Regions from separate parts of the Pan troglodytes genome. Here region 1 is linked to region 2. The links are chromatin contacts, called in public Hi-C maps. All regions are on one chromosome and are shown on one strand. The core of a region is the stretch at or near the end of the contact, and the rest is flanking DNA. Distances in the headings are between cores, read along the strand shown. Region 1 holds the start of LOC104002728 (putative uncharacterized protein encoded by LINC00304). Region 2 holds the start of GALNS (galactosamine (N-acetyl)-6-sulfatase).

Region 1 (5,194 bases), core at 1,198-3,697, 320 kb before region 2:
GGTAATGAAGGAGACTGATGACTCCGTGGCTAGAGTAACTGAACGGTTGTGAGTGTCTGGTCAGACTGGCAATGGGGGGCGTGCCCTGTGAGCCTATGATGAGGGGCTGCCTGGGTGGGCACTGGCTGGTGCTTTAGAGAGGACTGAGGGTGTGGCTAGGGCCACCACGTGTGAGTCCGGCTCACTCCTCTGTGACGCACGGGTGTGCAGGTGCGCCCACGTGTATGTATGTGTATGTGACACGCTGCACGCATGCTCGCTGATGCGGACTCACACACGTGCCCACGTGTCCCAGGGAGACTGAAGCAGGGCCCACAGGGGAATGAAGCTGGGATGGGTGCCACCAGAGAGGTCGCATCGCACAGGGGCCGATGCAGAACGGGGGCAGCGGCTGGCCCAGGACGGTCAGGGCCTGGCTGGCAGAGCCTGGGGTCCTGTGCCCACCCTGTGCTCCTAAGGCCCTGGGCCAGCCTGGGAGCACCATGGATTCTGAAGATGTGCTGACTGGCCTGCAGGCACCAAGCTCCACCCATTCCAGCTCCGACAGGGCCCTGGGGAGCCCACTGGTCAGGGACTGCGGGCAAGAAGAAGACCCCTCTGCTGAGCCTGCAGCCTGTGTTTGGAGCTGGGCTAGGAACCTTCTGGAACGTGCCTTCCACCGGACAGAACCTTCCAGAACGTGCCTTCCACGGGACGGAAACTTCCGGAACATGCCTTCCACAGCATGGAAACTTCTGGAACGTGGCTTCCATGGGATGGAACCTTCCGGAACGTGCCTTCCATGGGACCCTCTCATGCCCTTGCACAACTGCACCATTTTCCTGTGTCACCGAGGAGGACATGGGCTCCGAGCCGCCGAGTGACCTGTTGGGGGCAGGGCTGGCGCTGGCCGTCCCAGCTTAAGGACTTGCCACAGCTTAAGACTCATGGAAGGAAGGTACGGGGAGGTGCTGAGGGGATGAAGGGCAGAGCTGGGCCTTGGGGCAAGGCCAGTGGCAGCGCCGGGCACCTGGACACAGCAGATGGCCCCCGGCAACCGGCCCTGCCCTGCCCTGGAGACCCCTCCACCTCCGAGTCCTCCACGTCCTTCCACCTGGATGCCGCCACAGCCCACCTGGGCCTGGCTTCATGCCCCCAGCTCTTGCCGGGTATGACGGGTGGGCATGGAGGGTGACTCAGCCCAGCCCAGGAAGGACCAGCCGCGTGGCAGGAAGACGGAGGGAGTGCCCGGAGCCAGCAGGGCGGCCACCGAAACCCTGCACTGATGCAGGGACCGAGGCACCCGGGGCCAGTTTCCAGGAGAGCCCCGCGATGGCCCCTCCATTCCTCTTAGGCTTCCCGCCCAGGGCGGGCTGGTGCGGGGACCGGGAACTGGCATGACCCAAGACAGGTCACCCGCGTGTCCTCTCACATCCCATTCCACCAACACCAAGGTTCCTTCTAGAGGCTCCTGGGAGAATCCATTTTCCGCCTCTTCCGGCTTCGGGAGGCTTCTCCTTGGCTGGGGGCCCCTCACGAAGCCAGCAGTGGCGGGCCAGTCCCCCTCACGCCCGCCTCCGCCACGGCCTCCCTCTTCCACTCAGCAGGACGGAGGTACCCTGTGCCCTCACGGGTCACCCAGGGCAGCCTCCCTGTTGAGGGAGCTGATGCGCCGTCCACAGTCGCAGGTCCCCGCTGCTGTGTGAACTCACAGGTCCCAGGGTGAGGAAGCCGGGGTCTTTGGGTAAGGAAGCGGGGGGTCTTTGGGTGAGGAAGCGGGGGGTCTTCGGGTGAGGAAGCGGGGGGTCTTCGGGTGAGGAAGCGGGGGTCTTCAGGGCCGTCATTCTGCCACCCACAGATGGGAGCCTCCTCATGGGGCGTCCAGCCTCAGTGGCAGCTGGAGAGCCACAGGGGCTGTGGGGTGCCCAGCAGGGCGGGCTCAGTACTGCCCGCAGGACCACCCTGCCGTTAGGGCGACTCAGTGGCTCACAGCCTTCTCAGTTCAGTTCCTATCAGCTGACCGAGGCGGCCCCACCCCACCTGCCCTTGCCCTAGGAGCTGGGGATCTCCATCCAGCAAGACTGCAAACCAGGCCACCTCTGAGACCGGCTGCCACAGACCACATGCTGGCCCTGGCTGCCCGCTAAGGCCAGGGGACACCCTCCTTGAGACTCCCAGGGTGATGCTCAGCTCCTGAGGACCGAGCGGCCTCTGCATGGCGCTCCGTCCCCATCCCTCCGCCTCTCCAGATCTGCCTGGCTCAATGCACAAGCATCCTCGGCCCTCCCAGCCTTACCTGGCCAAGCCGTGGCCCTGGCCACCTGTCTGGACCATTCCCTTCTGATTGGGTGCGATCTGCAGACAGCAGTGTAAGTACTGCATGGAGGAGCCGCGGCCCGACGCCCACAGCACGTGCCACGTCTGTAAGCTGCACCCAGTCCAGCCTGGTGGCTCCCCGTGTGAGCCTGAGCTTGCCGGCCAGAGGGGAAGACCTTGGGCTTTGGCCCCAAGCTCGTGATTCACACCCTCGCCCTCAACTCGCCTGCCTCAGCGGCTCATGTGCAAAGCAGGCTGAGCACGCTGCTTTCAGTGGGTGTGAGAACCCTGGGAAGGCACCTCAAGGGGTGTCAGAACCTGGCAGGTGCCTCCAGTGTGGGGTGAGCGTGCGCTGGGTATGTGGGGACCTGCGGCAGCGCCCTCCGCCCACCCTCAGAGGGGCTGGTGCTCAGGGGGTGCCTGTTGGACCCAGGACCCACCCCTTCCGTGCACCCGCCTGTGGGGACCTACGGGCTTCCTGCTCAGAGAGAGGCAGATGAGCCCCACGTTGCTACCGCGGTCGTCCATCCCGTGCTCTTGTCTGTGCCGGCAGCTGGCAGGGGACGCTGCGGCCGCCGTGCATGATGGATCATGAGGCGCAGTCACGGATGTTTATCCTCCAGTGACCTTGTCTCTCTTGTGGCTGCTGAGGAGATGCACATGGGGCGTGATCATTCGTATTGATCAATGTGCTGCTCATTTGCCACGTCGTCAATGTTTTCACACAGGGTCCACTTTACTCTTCCAGGCAGGAAAGCGGCTGCACCGACCTGCTCTGCGGCCAGGAAGGAGGGGACAGAGTCGACTCCCAGGGGGCCTGGGGGGAGCGGGAGTCTGCTCTGGCTCAGGAAGGCTCTAGAAGGGCCACCAAGAGCAGCCGCAACAGTGCACAAGGACCTTGTGATGAGAGCTACCTGAGCGAGTCCCAACCTGATCAGACGCACCGTGTAGGGGGAGCCGGGGCCCCATTGCAGCTGCCTCGGGGAAGCAGTGACCACAGGCCCGGCTGAACCTGATGGTGACGGGGAAGGGAGGGACTGGTGTGCACACAGGTGTCCATGTGCCTGTATGTATGCAGGTGTGTGTGTGACACACACATACATGTGATATATGCAGGCGTGTGTGAGACACACATACCTGTGGTGTATGCAGCTGTGTGAGACACATACATGTGATATATGCAGGTGTGTGAGACACACACGATAGATGCAGGCGTGTGAGGCATATATGTGTATGCAGGCGTGTGAGACACGTGATATATGCAGATGTGTGTGACATACATGTGTATGCAGGCATGTGTGAGACATATACATGTGATATATGCAGGCGTGTGTGAGACATACATACCTGTGGTGTATGCAGGCGTGTGAGATACACATATATGTGACATATGCAGGCATGAGACATACATCCCTGTGGTGTATGCAGGCGTGTGAGACACACATACGTGTGACATATGCAGGCGTGTGAGATACACATACATGTGACATATGCAGGCGTGTGAGATACACATACATGTGACATATGCAGGCGTTGAGACATACATACCTGTGGTGTATGCAGGCGTGTGAGACACATATATGTGACTTATGCAGACGTGTGAGACATACATGTGACATATGCAGGCGTGTGACATACATACCTGTGGTGTATGCAGGCGTGTGAGATACACATACATGTGACATATGCAGGCATGTGAGATATACATGTGACATGCAGGCGTGTGAGATACACATACATGTGACATGCAGGTGTGATACATACCTGTGGTGTATGCAGGCGTGTGACACACATACATGTGACTTATGCAGGCGTGTGAGACACATACATGTGACATATGCAGGCGTGAGACATCCCTGTGGTGTATGCAGGCGTGTGAGACACACATGTGACATATGCAGGTGTGTGAGATACACATACATGTGACATATGCAGGCGTGTGACATACATACCTGTGGTGTATGCAGGCGTGTGAGACATACATGTGACATATGCAGGCGTGAGACATACATCCCTGTGGTGTATGCAGGCGTGTGAGACACACATACATGTGACATATGCAGGCGTGTGACATACCTGTGGTGTATGCAGGCGTGTGAGATACACATACATGTGACATATGCAGGCGTGAGACATCCCTGTGGTGTATGCAGGCGTGTGAGACACACATACATGTGACATATGCAGGCATGAGACATACATCCCTGTGGTGTATGCAGGCGTGTGAGACACACATACATGTGACATATGCAGGCGTGTGATATACACATACATGTGACATATGCAGGCGTGTGATATACACATACATGTGACATATGCAGGCGTGTGACATACATACCTGTGGTGTATGCAGGCGTGTGAGATACACATACATGTGACATATGCAGGCATGAGACATACATACCTGTGGTGTATGCAGGCATGTGACTTACATACATGTGACATATGCAGGCGTGAGACATACATACCTGTGGTCCACACCTGTCTGCACACGCCTCCTGTTACTGATGGTTAACTCAGTGGCCGGCGCACTCACCACCTTCTCACCGTGGCCGGCAACAAGCTGCTGTTCTGCACCAGGACCTCCTCTCAGCCTCCCAGCAAAGGAGGCCGGCAGCTCTGACACGAGGGTCCGGGAGCCGTGGCTCCTCCAGGTTAGTGGTGCCCACAGCGCTTGCCACACCGCCCACTGCCTCACTCCGTGCTGTGCCTGGTGCTGCGTGGGTCCTGAGGCTCCTGCTCCTGACCCTGGTGCCGCTGGGACAGAGTCCAGGTGGGAGGGCAGTGTGTGGTGTGTGTGTGGCCAGTCCCCAGGGACAGGACGCCCGAGGGAACAAAGCCCCCACTCCTTGGTCAGGGCTAGAAGGGCCCCGAGAGAGCAGCAGCCGCAGTTCACAGA
Region 2 (5,268 bases), core at 40-2,539:
CCTGGGCAGGCCTCTCACCTTCTCCTGGAGGCCACTCTGCCTCAGCCCACCTCTAACTCTGCATGGCTCACCCAAATACAGCACCCTAAATACTGGCTTTTCTTCACCTTGACAGTGACCCTTTTACTAAACCCTTCAAGACTCAGCTCAAATTCCCTTCATCTCTGCATTTCTGATCATTGGAAGCCCAGAATTAACAGCTTCTTTCTCGGTCTTTCACACACCACCATTTACCCTGTGTCTGTTCAGCACTGGGTCCTGCAGAAATACAGTGAACAAGAGTCCTCGCTACCCTCGTGGGGAGTGATACCTAGTCAATAAACCCACAAACAAGCAAATGATCATCTTGGCCAAGAGAGAAGCCCATGAGCAGCTTAGCAGCAGCCACCGCCCAGCAGGGAGCGGTCTCGAGTCTGGTCTCGGGAGACCCTGGCTAGGAAATGAAGGCTCCGTGCAGCAGGAGCGTGTGGGCAGCCACCCAGCTCAGTCTTAGCCTTCAGAAAATGCTTTCCAGTTGAAATGTATGTGGGCCAGTAAAGAGGATGGGAGCTGGGGAGAGGTGTTCCGCGTGCAAAGGCCCAGAGGTGAGAGGGCAGAGCATGTCCAGGGAGCTGCAGAATTGTTTGGTTGGAGCGGAGGGTGCCAAGGGTTATGGGGGGAAAGGATCCCAGAGCAGATTATTCAGACAGCATCCTAAGGCAACGAGAAGCCACTGCAGAGGTCTCAGGCAGAGGCGTGACAGGATCCGATTTGTTTTTAACTCGGCTCCGGGGAGACTGGCAGGAGGGCCGGGGTCGCCGTCCGCGGGGAACCAGCGCTGGACGGGAGAACGGGCAGAACCTGCTGAGGACGGAGGTAGTGCCCGGGACCACCTAGGTTTCTGGTGGGTCCTGGCGGGGAGGAGACCTGGTGCGCCGAGGGGTGCGTTCAGCAGCGGGACGGGCGAGCGCGGAACTGGGGTCTCAGTCAGGGTCTGCCTGGCGGCTCGTCCACCGCGAAGCCCCTGACCGCTGGAGCTCGGCGAAGGCCTCCTCCAGATCCCATTTCCTAAGGTGCCTTCTAGGCCCAGGGAAGAAGAAGAAAGCGGAGAGCCGAGGATGGTGCGAGCCCGGACGCCCCACGCCGCGCGTACGCACCTCCTTGGCAATCACCGCGATGCACACCGCCATCTTGGGAGGCTCGGCGCCAGGCACCGCGTCACTTGACCCGCCGCTGGTCACGCGGCCTCCCCAGCCCCGCCCCATCCGCACGCAGCTGGCTCAGGCCCCGCCCCGCTGGTCACGAGGCAGTCCAGGCCCCGCCTCCCGTCCCTCCGCGGACTCTGGCCCCGCCCCGCGAGTCACGTGGCCGTCCAGGCCCCGCCCCGCAGCCCAGCCGGAAGGGCCGGCGGACGCTCGCTAGGTCGGCTCGCTGGCCGGGGCTCCGCGGCTCCCGTGGTTGCCATGGCGGCGGTTGTCGCGGCGACGAGGTGGTGGCGGCTGTTGCTGGTGCTCAGCGCCGCGGGGATGGGGGCCTCGGGCGCCCCGCAGCCCCCCAACATCCTGCTCCTGCTCATGGACGACGTGAGTGCGGGCGGTGGGACGGGGCAGGGCCGGGGTGGGGCGGGGTCGTGGTGGGGGGCGGGGAGGGGAGGGGCGGATGGAGGGAGGAGCGAGGTGGGGGAAGGGCGGGCGGGGTGGGGGGAGAGGTGAGGGGAGGCCCCTTGGGGAAGGGGGGAGGCCCCGCGCGGGGAGGAGGAGGGGAAGGGGACGGGGGGTATCCCCGTGCGGGGAGGGGGAGGCCCCTCGGGGAGTGGCCGCGGGGTCCAGGCGTGGGGTCTCGGCGGCCACCGATCACCACATGCGCTGCCACTGTGCTGCATGACCGGGACAGCGTCCTCCCTGGCAGGTGGGTGGCCGGCGTGCTACCGGGCCCTGCCTCCCCCGTCTGACCTTTCCCGCCCTCTACTCTTGGGAAAGGTGGGCGCGCAGCGTGGCCTCCCCAAAGGCAGGAAGAGGCTGCTCCTGCCGCCCTGCCTGAGAGCTGCGTCGCCCTAGGAATCACTCCCGCCACCTCGGGCCGCCGGGTCCCCCCGCTGGGCTCCAGTCTTACCTGACGGCTGTCTCTGTCCCCTGGAGAATGCTGAGCGAAGGTCAGGTGTCCCTAAGGTCTGAAGAACTGAAAGGCTGGAATGTCTCCTGGTGGGCAAGTGCGGGGTCAGGGGTCACAGCCGGCCTGGAGGCCTCCTTCCCTAACTCCTTGTGGGAGCCACCTGGAGACTCAGGAATGAGCCTGCCTGGGGCATGGGTCACCGTGCAGGACCCCAGACACACCTGGGTTGAAACCCTACTGTCTCCAAGCTTGGGGGTCACTTCCATTCTTGAACCTCAGCTGCCACACCTGGGGGGGTTACACCTGTCCCGCTGTGCTCACGTTGTGTGTGAGGACTGGGACGACACCGAGTACCAGACAGTTTTGGGCCGTCGGTGTCGCTCAGCCCCTGTGTGCTGGCTCCGACCAGCAGAGACCCCGACAGGTGCCTTCAGACCCACCTGTGCTGACCAGTGGGGGCCACGGGCCACACGCAAGGGCTGGGCAGTCGTGGCTGTCGGAATTGGAAGGTGCTGGTAGTGTAAAATACACAGATTTAGAAGACTTGGTGGAAGAAAAATAATGTAAAATATCTCACTTAACAATTTTATTAAATTAATGGTTTTTTAACATAAAGATATACTTGAAAAGGTAACAGACAGCACCCATAATTTCCCCACCCAGGGGTGACAGCCGACAGTCCTGGGCAGCTGCTTTTCCATCTCATATGTCTTATTTGTGTGCGGTGACTGCTTTCCAGAGCACGCTCTCCAGCGCCCAGGGGTCCGTGTCCTGACAGCAGTAGCTGGGCCTTTCTCTGCACTGAGTGAGTGGCATCTCCCTCCTAAAGATACTTTGCTTCAGAATTTCATCCTTTCACTTTTGAAGTTCCTCTGGGCCCATGTAGATACTTTGTTTCAGAATTTCTTCTTTTCATTGTGTAACTCCCTCTGGGCCAGCATAGCTTCACTGGGTGAGCTGGGCTCTGCAGGTGAAGCCTCCCTGTTAAGTTTCTGCCTTTCCTGACTTTCTCAGAGGACAGAGGGCTGAGGCGGGGCAGCTCATGAATAATTTTTTATGTTGAAGACTTGTCGAAATAATATTTTGGTTATGTTGGGTTAAATAAAATATAAAGTTAGTCTGTATTTCACCTACTTCTGCTTTTCTAACGTGGCTCCCGGTAAATATGGAATTGCATGTGGACTCACCCTATGTTTCCATAGGACAGCAAGGGTTCAGGCCGTGCAGGGTGGAGGGGTGGGGTGTGGCCACCAGGGCACATGTGGGGGAGGGTGACGGGAAGCCCCGCCCACCTGGGCACCAGTTCTGTGGCCTCCACTGTGTGGCTTGCGGGGTCGTTTGGCAGCTGACGCCTAAAGAACCCCAGAGGAGCTGTGTCCTGGCCGGTAGGTGTACTTGTAAGGACTTTCTGATGCAGACAGCAGAAGATGAAGTCAAAGTGACAAGCAACAGTGGGGATTCCCTGGCCCTCCTGAGTCGACAGACCAGGGCCGCCTGGCGAGTTTCCCCTTTCGTGGCTCTGCTGCCTCTGAACTGGCCACATCCTCACTCAGCCTGTGATGGTCCTAGGTGACTCCAAGTCACCCCTGCAGTCAGCAGACCCAGTGGGAGGTTGGCTCTGCCCGTGTCATGTTAGCCTGATGTGGGTCTCAGCCCTGCGCCAAGCACACTGGGGGAGGGGCGCATGCTGACCTGTCCAGCCCAGGCCTCGGAGCCTCGGGTCTACCCCAGAAGGGAGACTGCCCCTGATCATCTCATCTGCCTGGACCCAGCAGAGAGGGGGTTCCCTGAAGGGCCCATGGTGCAGCTGCCAGGACAGGGCAGGGATGCTGGCAGGTGAGAGCCACAGAAGCTCACAGTGGAGCCCCGAGGTGCCCTGACGTGGCCCAGGGTGCAAGGGGGTCCTCACAGGCTGTCTTCTCTCCTTGGAGTCCGGGGCTTCCTCCGCAGCCCTGTCCACACCTCTTCCTGCACTGCAGACCAGTTGTTTCTGCCAGGGCGCTGGCGTCTGAACCTGCAACAGGTCATTCGGGCTCTGGCATGACATGGGATGGCTTGATGACCCACAGCTCTGGGCCCAGCACCACTTGAGGACGAGTGTGCGTGTCTCAAGTTCAGATTTTGGAGCATGGCCCTCCAGGGACCAGCTGCCTCCAGCCCAGTCTCCCCCTATCCAGTCCTCTGTGGCTGGGCAGTGGGGGGCCTGGACCCCCCTTTCGTCTAAGCAAGTGCAGTTTCAGAAAAGGGGTGTCCCCAAAACTAGCTTATTGCACCCCTCATGGCCAGAAGCCACTCTCCAACTGGTCACACTGACCCGGGAGAGAACCACTGCCCCCAGAGTCGGGACCAGAAGGGGAAGCTGGGACTCGGGTGAGAGCAGCTGGCAGGAGCCCCCACCTGTCCAGGGGGAGCTGAGCCGGGCAAGGATGGGTTCACCTGCACTCCCCAGGGCTGCCCTGCCCTGGCCTTTCACTGACCCACGGTCCAGCGCGGCCTGGCTTCGTAGCACCCTGGGCACCTGCTGCGTGAGCGAGGAAACCTGCGTGGCCCACTCTGCTCTCCAGGGCTTCTGGGGCCTTGGAGACAGTTGAGACCCAGTGACAAGTTCCACTCCGGCCCACACACAGCTCCTGCCTCCCAGGGCGAGCAGCACTCTGTGTCTCCACTCCTTATTTGGAAAATAGGGTTAAGGAGGGTCAGCCCTGACCACAGAGGAAGTGGAGAGTCAGGGCCACCCAGGCCAGCTCCTGTTGCCACAGCAGCCTCGTCGAGCCACCAGAGTCCGGGGAGGGTTGCTCAGCGCCCCTCGTTTGAAACAGACAAGCACTGGCCTGCTCGTCTTCATAATAATCCCAGAGCAACCAGTAGGAATGGAAACTGTGTTTCTTAAAACTCTGAAATTCTGAAGGATACTGATCCATGGCTCACAGCTGTGCTCGCTGAACGTGGACAATCATTTGGGGGCTTTTAGGCCTTTCTTTTTTTTTTTTTTTTTTTTTTTGAGATGGAGTCTCACTCTGTCACCCAGGCTGGATTGCAGTGGTGTGATCTCAGCTCACTGCAACCTCCGTCTCCCAGGTTCAAGCAATTCTCCTGCCTCAGCCTCCCGGGTAGCTGGGACTACAGGCTCCCACCACCGTGCCCAGCTAATTTTTGTATTTCTAGTGGAGACGGGGT

Evidence for each region. A called contact is a pair of places that touch in the nucleus more often than the background predicts.
Region 1: a contact with region 2 is called in a Hi-C map of stem cell-derived neural progenitor cells, with 1.9 times the contacts expected there. The contact joins the promoter of LOC104002728 here to the promoter of GALNS in region 2. A contact is called at or near these places in 1 of 7 Hi-C or Micro-C datasets (stem cell-derived neural progenitor cells) and 1 of 1 datasets of contacts at active chromatin or transcription factors (stem cell-derived excitatory neurons).

What each region holds. Positions count from the first base shown.
Region 1 is chr18:87,356,730-87,361,923 of NHGRI_mPanTro3-v2.0_pri, reverse strand. LOC104002728 (putative uncharacterized protein encoded by LINC00304) reads right to left here and starts at 2,447. Exons shown (of 2, transcript XM_009431434.5): 1 at 2,276-2,447; 2 at 1,487-1,941. The coding sequence starts at 2,361. The coding sequence ends at 1,614.
Region 2 is chr18:87,034,140-87,039,407 of NHGRI_mPanTro3-v2.0_pri, reverse strand. GALNS (galactosamine (N-acetyl)-6-sulfatase) reads left to right here and starts at 1,289. Exons shown (of 14, transcript XM_024349994.2): 1 at 1,289-1,562. The coding sequence starts at 1,443. TRAPPC2L (trafficking protein particle complex subunit 2L) reads right to left here and starts at 1,304. Exons shown (of 5, transcript XM_054669593.1): 1 at 1,137-1,304. The coding sequence starts at 1,244.